Regions from separate parts of the Drosophila melanogaster genome. Here region 2 is linked to region 1. The links are chromatin contacts, called in public HiChIP or PLAC-seq maps. All regions are on one chromosome and are shown on one strand. Each heading gives the region's core, a stretch centred on a gene start, on an enhancer-like site or on the middle of the called end of the contact. The rest is flanking DNA. Distances are from core to core; before and after follow the strand shown. Region 1 holds the start of Elys (elys,). Region 2 holds the start of CG14618.

Region 1 (4,001 bases), core at 682-3,181:
CGGTATCTGACTGGCCTGGTAGATGTAGCGCAGCGGCTCCTCGTTGAACAGCTGAAGCAACGGCTTTCGCTCCTTGGTCTGGCCCTTGCGGTTCGTGATCTGCGCCAGGCACTCGGCCGCATTGCATTGGAATGCTTTGTCGTTGAGCAGGATGCAGAGGAAGTGCATCAGTTTGCCATTGCTGGACATGATGTGCTGGATGCTGACCCACTCGACGAAGCCGCTCAGCGTGAGCAGTACCATCTCGACGACACGGCTGTGCGCGTTCGCCTTGGTGTAGTTGCACAGACGCGTTGTCTCGCGGAACGCAGTCACATGCTGCTCCACCAGGCGCAGGAAGAACTCGAAGATGTCGTTCATGTTGTTGTTTAGCGCCTGGTACATGTCCTTTCGCCGCTGATTCGACTCGATTGTCTGTAATAGGGCCACGTCCTCCACCAGTCGCAAGAAGACCAGAAGCACCAGCTCCGTTTGGGCCTCGCCCTTGGTGCAGGCCTGGCTTAGCTCCGGCAGCAGGTCGGACCACTGCTGCGGCCACTCGCGCTTGATCATCTCGACGATGATGCGCGACAGCGCGTCCTTCGTGGGCAGCAGCGAGCGGTCCTCCGCCGGGCCCACGCCCACGTTCAGCATCTTGATGGCATTGTCCTTAATGTACACCTTCTCCTCGTGCGTAATGCAATTCCATCGGTACTTGATTGTGTACTCGATCAGCTGCAGGCCAAAGTGTCGCACTTGCTGGTTAGACTGCGGCGAGCTGGCCAGGAATAGGCCCACCTGGGCGCACATTGGCGACTCCTCCTTAAACCGCTCACAGGCCATGTAGGCCTCCAGGCGCGCCTGTTGCTGTGTCATCGGGTTCATGACTAGATCGATGGCCGAGGCCAGTTCGGCGGCCAGAGCCTCGGTGCCTCCGTGCTGGGACATCGCTAGCTAGCGTCTACCTGTGGGTATTGCGTTAGATTGGAATTGAAACAAATTTCCTGGGTGCGGCTTCTTCCTGCAACGGGCGCCATGTGCTCCACTTACCTCTGCTTGCCCCTGCCCACCGCTCGAAACCCAAATCTCGCCTAGCCTCTCGATCTCCGCCGCGATCCCCTCGTGCGTTGTCTGTGACCAATGCTTTTGTGGAGCCAGCCAACCAGCCAGCGAGCCAGACAACGTTTTGGAAGATTAAAAGAGCTGCCGCTACCTGTGTGCGTGTGTGCTATGTGCTATGTGCTGTGTGTTGTGTGGTCTGTTCCGTGTGCGAAATGCGGAATGCGTGAGCTGGGATTGTGGTGTGTTGGTGTTCTGGTTGGGATTGCCTGTGGGCACCGATGATCGCCCTGGGTAGCGCCTATTGCCTGGAACACAGCCTCTGGTCAGGTCTCTCACATTTGAGTCGCATATAGAAGTAGACCACTACTGAAACCGCTTTTCCGGCTGGGTTGTTTTAGAACAATGTGCAGCAAATCGCACGGGACAGGGTTGACAAGCGGCGCACGAAAGTTGCCAGATAGTATTGTTGCTATTGTATGTACTAAGAGCTTGACTCGGAGCTATATATGCCTGAATTGAGTGATACAAGGCATTACGCTTCAAGGTTGCTACTATCTGTGTTCATTCGGACTTCAAATGCAAAGCCAGCCGGTTGAGTTCCTTATGAAATTCGCGCAATATTTTCGCAATTCTGCAGCGTTGCCAGTCTGCTGGTGTTGAAGTTGCCAGGCTGCAAGTGCCGGCTTCTAGTCTTTTCTTCAAATGATTGGCTTGCCTCTCAGTTACAAACTTGTTTAAGCATGTATATAGAAAAAATTGAAAATGTACAGAAATATATGGTAACTAGTAACTCAAGTCCTTGCCATCGCTAAATTTGCGAATCTCTGTCGGACGTTAGCCAGCACTGGGCCACTCAGCGTGCATACACGACAAGCAAAACAACGGTTTTTTTGTATGCCAAATCGAGGCGGCAACGCCAGGCCGCTCAGGCACTCACACACTCACGCACACACAAAACATACACGCCGATCAATCGGTGCAAGAGCGCTGTATTTATAATTTTATTTTTATTTGCAAGCGGCCGGCATTGATGAAATAGAGATGGAGTGGCACGAAGTGGAGTTGGACGGTAGCCGCACGATTGCGTTCCCGGAGCGCATAGTACCCGGATTTGGCCGGGAGCCGTCGGCACATTTGGACGCCGGTAAGTGTGCACAAAATACGGCGTGTGCCGAAACCGATTCACCAAGAATCTCCGCTATCCCTTTACAGCCGAATACCTGGGCGGCATCATACGCGACGGGCAATGGGGCTGGGTGACCTGGCGGTATGGAAGCGATGCCACTTTGCTGGTCTGCAGCATGTCCACCGGCGATTACCTTTCTTGGCACTGCTTCTGGAGCGAATCCGATGATCTGGGGCCGCGCAAAAGCATTCGCTGCGTGGAGGAGCTCTTCCCCGGCGAACACGAACGCCCCGCTATGCTAGCCATCTGCCTGGAGTCATGGAACAGCGGCGATCAGAGACCCATCGACTGCCCGTTGAGCACGCAGGTGCTCATCTATGCCATTCGCAACAGTCAGGTGCTCCGCCGCTTCGACCTTCACGGTATAACGTGCAGCGCGCTGACGTTCCTCGATAAAAGAATCTATGGACTCACGCGACTGAGACGGTTTAAAGGCTGTCTGGCCGTGGCCACCGAGGAAGGCACTGTGCTGTTGGTTGATCTGAACAGCGACAGCCTGCAGGCGAGTACCCAAAGGCGCAGCCTTTGCTCCCCCAGTTCCAAAGATGAGCCGTCGGACGGGAACCTATACTTTGTATCCTCCGAGGAGTCCAAGAGGCAACTCAGCTCCAAGCTGACCCATTGTCGCTCCAAAGGGGCTCACTTGGCTGTGCGGATGGACGGTGAGTCTGTCACTGCCAGTGTGCCATGGTAGCTAGGTTAACCTTCAATTTACCAACAGTGGCATCCATTGGAATCAGTTGCCTTATGGGCATTAGCATGGCGCCCGGCTATGCTGCTGGTCTAGAAGACGGCCGAATCCTGATCTACGACCTAATCAACTTCGACGTGACCACTGATCTGAATTCGCCAGTAAAAAGGAAAGGGGTCAATAGAGCAGTGAAGCGAATGTGCCTCATTATGCCACCGGATGACCCCAAACCCTGTTTCTACATCTGTGCATTGTACCAAAATATCGACGTCCTGCAAATGATGCTGCACTCGGTCTGCTACAGGGGCTCGTACCGGGACCGGGAAACCCACACGATCCGTTTTAAGGTGAGAAATCTTGAGCCGTCACGCACAGACCAATATTGACTTCTTGCTTCGCAGGACTACCGTTCTAGAACCGTGCGCAACCGCCAAATCTTGGACGGAGGCATCTGCTCCGTGATCGGCTGCGCCACGGCGTCTACTTTCAGTTTTGCCGGCGACAACGGAACGCTGCTGATTGTCATCTCGTGGCACTCAAGTGCAGATAAAAAGAACAAGCTAGTCCTGTTCGACATTAATCAGTGGTACAAGGATGAGATGCCCACATCCGTTCACAAAAACGAAGTTCCTAATTACATGTCCGGCTACATACTCAGTGGTCTACAGACGGGACTGGCATTGGATTTGCGTTCCACCACCATATTGCACTTTGTCTCACTGCAGCGCTACGATGAGCACTTTTATCCCAACTCACTAACCTTTGGTAAGTGACAGCGGTGATTGAAGCCAGCGCCAGTAAGATTAATAGCCAAGTAATACCGTCTATTTCCAGATTGCTCACTGTTAACTCCAACTGGCAAACGGTACTACGCCCAGGACGGAGTGCAGCATCGGTTTCTGAACGCACTTCGCTGTGATCGTGCCACGCTCTTTTTGCGTCCTCAGATCTACCACGAGGACATCGTTCGCCTGCGTCTCCTGCCACAATTTTGTGAGCTTAACCCTAACGCCACATTCTCTAAGGTGAGCTACACACTAGGTTATTATTATCAGTTATCCGGAAATCTTCTGGTATCATATA
Region 2 (4,333 bases), core at 433-2,932, 2.8 Mb after region 1:
CTGAGAAAAAGCACTAGATGTTAAGTAACAGGGCTGGCGATAGTAGGCATAAAAAGCTTTTCTATTTTCAATTCTACGCATTTGTATTTCTCAACTAACAAATTGCTGAGTAGTTTAAAATCGAATTATCCTTAAGGTCTCTCAAATAGCTATTGTTTAAAGATAGCACCAGTCTTAACCAAGATTACATATCTGGGCCTCAACGATTTAGATCTTATAAGGAGAAATGAATCTTCTTAAACTTTTACGCCCTTGATATTTAATTGCATTAACCAAAGGGCTTAGGATGCGTGAGATATGTACATATTTGTCGAAGAGTCTCTGCCGCGCATCAAAAGAATAGAAAAGGCGCGTGCCAAGCAGAAACGCGCAATTACTAGAAATGTCGTTATATTTAAATGATCTGCGACATATGTATGTATTTATACCCATTGATAAGAAGGGTAAACCTAATTTGTTGAAAAATAAAAATCCTTACTAAGCGATCTCAACATTAAGATATGTACATATGTTGTTTGCTTCGAATATAAAAGCCGGAAAATCGCCACGACCACGTTTTAAAAAAACATTTGGATTTCTTTTGGATATAATTTCAGTACATAATTTTAGTGGCCAATTTAACGGATAAGCCAATGCAAATAACAAATAAGTACATGTATAGGTACACAAAAAACTATTGTACAATTCAACAAATACATAGATACAATTCTACACTGTTGAAAAAAAATTGTTCCTGTACAATGCGAATGTCTTCTACCGAAAGTAACGGGATCTAATCGCCCATCCACTCTATGCATATTTTTCGTGAGCGCATTATGAATTGCACACTACATACAGATAGTCAAGAAATTGTTTGCACAATGAAAATAAATTGTATTTTCTGCCTTTCAATGCAATATTAAGGGCTTTTTGTTTACCTTTATGGATTTTTTTTATTTCCATTTATTTTTTTATATGTTTTTTATCAATATGTAAAAAATAATAACAAAACTATTAACAATGAACGAGAAAAACAACTAAATCTAAGCTTGCACAGATTTCACACTGTAAAGAAATTGTTTGCACACTTTTCTTTTGTTTTCTATTTTGCTCCTATTCCGAGGAATTTCGATAATCAAACGATACATAATCGTCATTTACGCTTTATGCGTTGTGTGGGTGGCAGATTTGGTTTTGAAATTTGCCAAATTGAGCATTGTTCAAGTTAGTTTTGTAAAATTTAAAAATGCCTGGCAAACGATTGAGTTTTGAAGTAGTTTAACTGATTTTTTATAATCACCATTTGGGAAAATTTGTTAAAGAATTGTCAGAAATGTTTTCTGCATCGCGGAGAACAATTTAAAATGTTATTAATCGCGCAAAAAACGAGGGCAGATTGGATTCAAAATGTGGAGAAGGACGTAAAAATAAAATTTTCAACCGTTCAGACCGACTTATTATGCGAAAAATTTATGAAAATCCGCAAATATCCGCAACTATGCATGATCATTGAGTCAGTCACAAATAAACTCATATCCGCATAAATACTAAGAATTTAAAAATTCTTATATAAACTATGTAAATGTAGAATTTAGAAAAATTGTCAAAATATGACAATGGAATAAGGGGATTTCAGCTAGCTTGGGCTTTCAAGCGTGTTCCCCACGTAACAGAGTGCTGTTAGGCGCAGCACGCTGAAAACGCTGTTAAATCAGCTGCTGGCAATATTCAATTTTCTTAGCCAATTGAACTACTTTTAAATACACGAGGGTAGCGGTAACGTAAAACACAACAAAAAATCTAGTAACAAGATCAATGGATACGACAGAAAAGGCTCTCAAGGAGGTGACCCCGGCGATGCTTAGCCTGAACAATTGCCCGGGCACAACGCCCGGCACGCCGATGAGCAAAAATCAGCTTAAGAAGCAGCGAAAGCTGGCGGAGTTTGCCGAACTCCGGAAGCTGCGACGCGAACGGGAGCGTGAGAAGAAAAAGCAGAAGCGGCGGGAGGCCAAGGAGCTGGGTCTGCCCGTCCGGACGGGACCCTCCCGCAAGGAGCTGAAGAAACGCCAGTTGGCAGACGGCGGAAAGTCTGGCCTCTCGGTCGCTATAGATCTGGACTACGACGATCTGATGCAGGAACGGGACATCGTCAAGTGCGTGAAGCAGTGCCTTCGCATCTACACCATTAATCGGCGCAGCCCACAGCCGGGCAATCTGCACTTCACAGGCATCCGGCGCAACGGTCACATCCACGAGTCATTCAAGAAGAACGAAGGCTGGGAGAACTGGCACGTGCAGTACTACTTCGATCGCGGGCACACCGATATTTTCGAGCATAGCCAACTGGTCTACCTCACCTGCGAGTCGGATCGGGTGTTGGACAAGCTGCAGCCCGGCTGCACCTACGTCATCGGTGGCCTGGTGGACCACAATCACTTCAAGGGCCTGTGCCACTCGAGGGCCACGTCGGCGGGGCTGACTACCGCTCGCCTCCCGCTTAGCGAGCATGTAGACATGAAGACGAGGGCCGTGCTGAGCACCTACCATGGTGAGTGGTACAATTTGCATAATGTAGTCAGAACCTCATTCAAGAAACGTTGAATTCAATGTTGATTGCTAATACTTCCATATTTATCCAGTGTTTGAGCTGCTGACCAAAGTTGCTGCCGGTCAGGACTGGACTACGGCCATTCTGGAAACTATTCCCATGCGCAAGGGAGCCAAGGCGAAAATCACAGACAAAAAGGAGCCGAATCATTGCTTGGAGCAGCAGGATGAAAAACAGAAACAGGAAGCTGAGTCAGATAAGCCCACCTTAACCGCCGTCGAGTCTGAAATCGAATCCCATTCTTTAGACAGTTGACGGCAGTCGACATCGGATCTCGAGGTCTTTTTGATTTTTATTTCAGTTTTTGTTTTTACAAAATCACATTTCGTTTTGTTTCGCAATTTAAATGATAACTTATGTATTTTAAGCGCAAATAATAATAAGAATACAAAGAAAGTGTGTTACTGCATTTAACGTGAAATTTATGTTATACAACGCACGATGATGGCCAGCGCAAAGTCGGCAGAAAAATAATAGCGTCTTCTAATTTTATATAACGCTGAAATGATTTGTGCACTTTATATGGCTAATACGTTTTCAGACAGCACCGAACCAAATCTCTTCATGGTTTTTTCTGCGTTTCTTATTTGCCACTTTTTTTGGTTTTTTAATTGCTGCATCAATATTTTGATTTGGATTCAGATTAAGTAGCTAACGCCCTCACTCACAGCGACATCAAAATAAACCATACATATACGTAAGTGTAAGTGTATCTGTGGTATATGTACAAGTTGCGTGCCGTCGCTCGTTGTTTCTTTTGTTTGCGGTCAGTAGATAAACACACAGGACAAATACAAACTAAAGTCATAAAGTAAAATAGTCATAACCATAGGGTTAAATGGGGAAAAAAAAAACAAAATGTACAAAGCAAGAGGAAGAAAAACAAAACTGGGGAAAACTTTTGGCTTAACTGTAGGATGATTAGTTTAGTATATAAGTATACATAGCACTAGTGTGTAGCAAAATATATAACTGATCTCCACCAGGGAAATTGGAACCACTCCAATCGTTGGCGCCGTCTGTTTGTCTGTCGATTTTTTGAGTTCTATTTGTGTATGCATATGTATGTTAAGACAATAGCTTTATAATACGACAAATCGGTCCGATCGCCGATTGATCCAATCTTTACTTAAAGTCATCCGATTCGAGTATCTCAAAATCGCTCTCGTCCGACGAATCCAGGGCGGTGACAATGCGCTGCTGGTCACGATCTCGATTTGAATCCGTGCAATCGCTGGCACCGGCTGCAGCAGCACCACCTGCTCCCCATTGCACCAGGCCGGTAACAAGGCTGGGCAGGAGCTTCCCGCTGTTTGCCAGGAGCGCCTGAGCCTGCGTTTTCACGGCCAGGGCTACAAGCTCGCCGGCGGGATCCGGGCCAGCGGTTATCTGACGCAACTGAGGGTTGCCAGTGGCATCTACGGTGGTGTGATCGGGGAACTGCAGCCCCTTTGACAGGCTTTCCTCCGACGAGGAGGATGTGGACAGCGACGAGTCACGCTTGAAGTGACTCTTTCGGAAGTTCATATCCTCGCTCTCCTTGGCCGGCTGCTCCTGTGGCTGCAGCTTCTCCTGCCTCTTGGGCGCCAGCGGGGCTAGTTCATCGTCCTCGTCGGTGGATTGCTCGTCAATCTCGGGTATCGCATCCGGAATGAGGAGCTCCGACGGTACGTCGTCGCTGCGATCGTCATCGTCCTCATCATTCGCATCGGTGGGCGAACTTATGGTGGCCACATCGCTGGC

What was found. HiChIP or PLAC-seq counts read pairs in DNA pulled down with a chosen protein or histone mark.
Region 2: an H3K27ac HiChIP or PLAC-seq map of the Kc167 cell line shows a contact between it and region 1, with 5 times the contacts expected there. The contact joins the promoter of CG14618 here to the promoter of Elys in region 1. A contact is called at or near these places in 1 of 107 Hi-C or Micro-C datasets (embryo) and 1 of 6 datasets of contacts at active chromatin or transcription factors (the Kc167 cell line).

What each region holds. Positions count from the first base shown.
Region 1 is chrX:19,650,374-19,654,374 of dm6, forward strand. Elys (elys,) reads left to right here and starts at 1,932. Exons shown (of 7, transcript NM_134496.3): 1 at 1,932-2,185; 2 at 2,254-2,889; 3 at 2,949-3,265; 4 at 3,320-3,683; 5 at 3,753-3,943. The coding sequence starts at 2,083. It overlaps Ranbp21 (Ranbp21,), which reads right to left and starts at 1,896. Exons shown (of 2, transcript NM_001298524.1): 1 at 1,030-1,896; 2 at 1-944. The coding sequence starts at 927.
Region 2 is chrX:22,472,016-22,476,348 of dm6, forward strand. CG14618 reads left to right here and starts at 1,683. Exons shown (of 2, transcript NM_134620.4): 1 at 1,683-2,530; 2 at 2,622-2,983. The coding sequence starts at 1,795. The coding sequence ends at 2,845. CG12576 reads right to left here. Exons shown (of 4, transcript NM_001272844.2): 4 at 2,836-4,333. The coding sequence ends at 3,716. CG14613 reads right to left here and starts at 6. Exons shown (of 4, transcript NM_001272843.1): 1 at 1-6.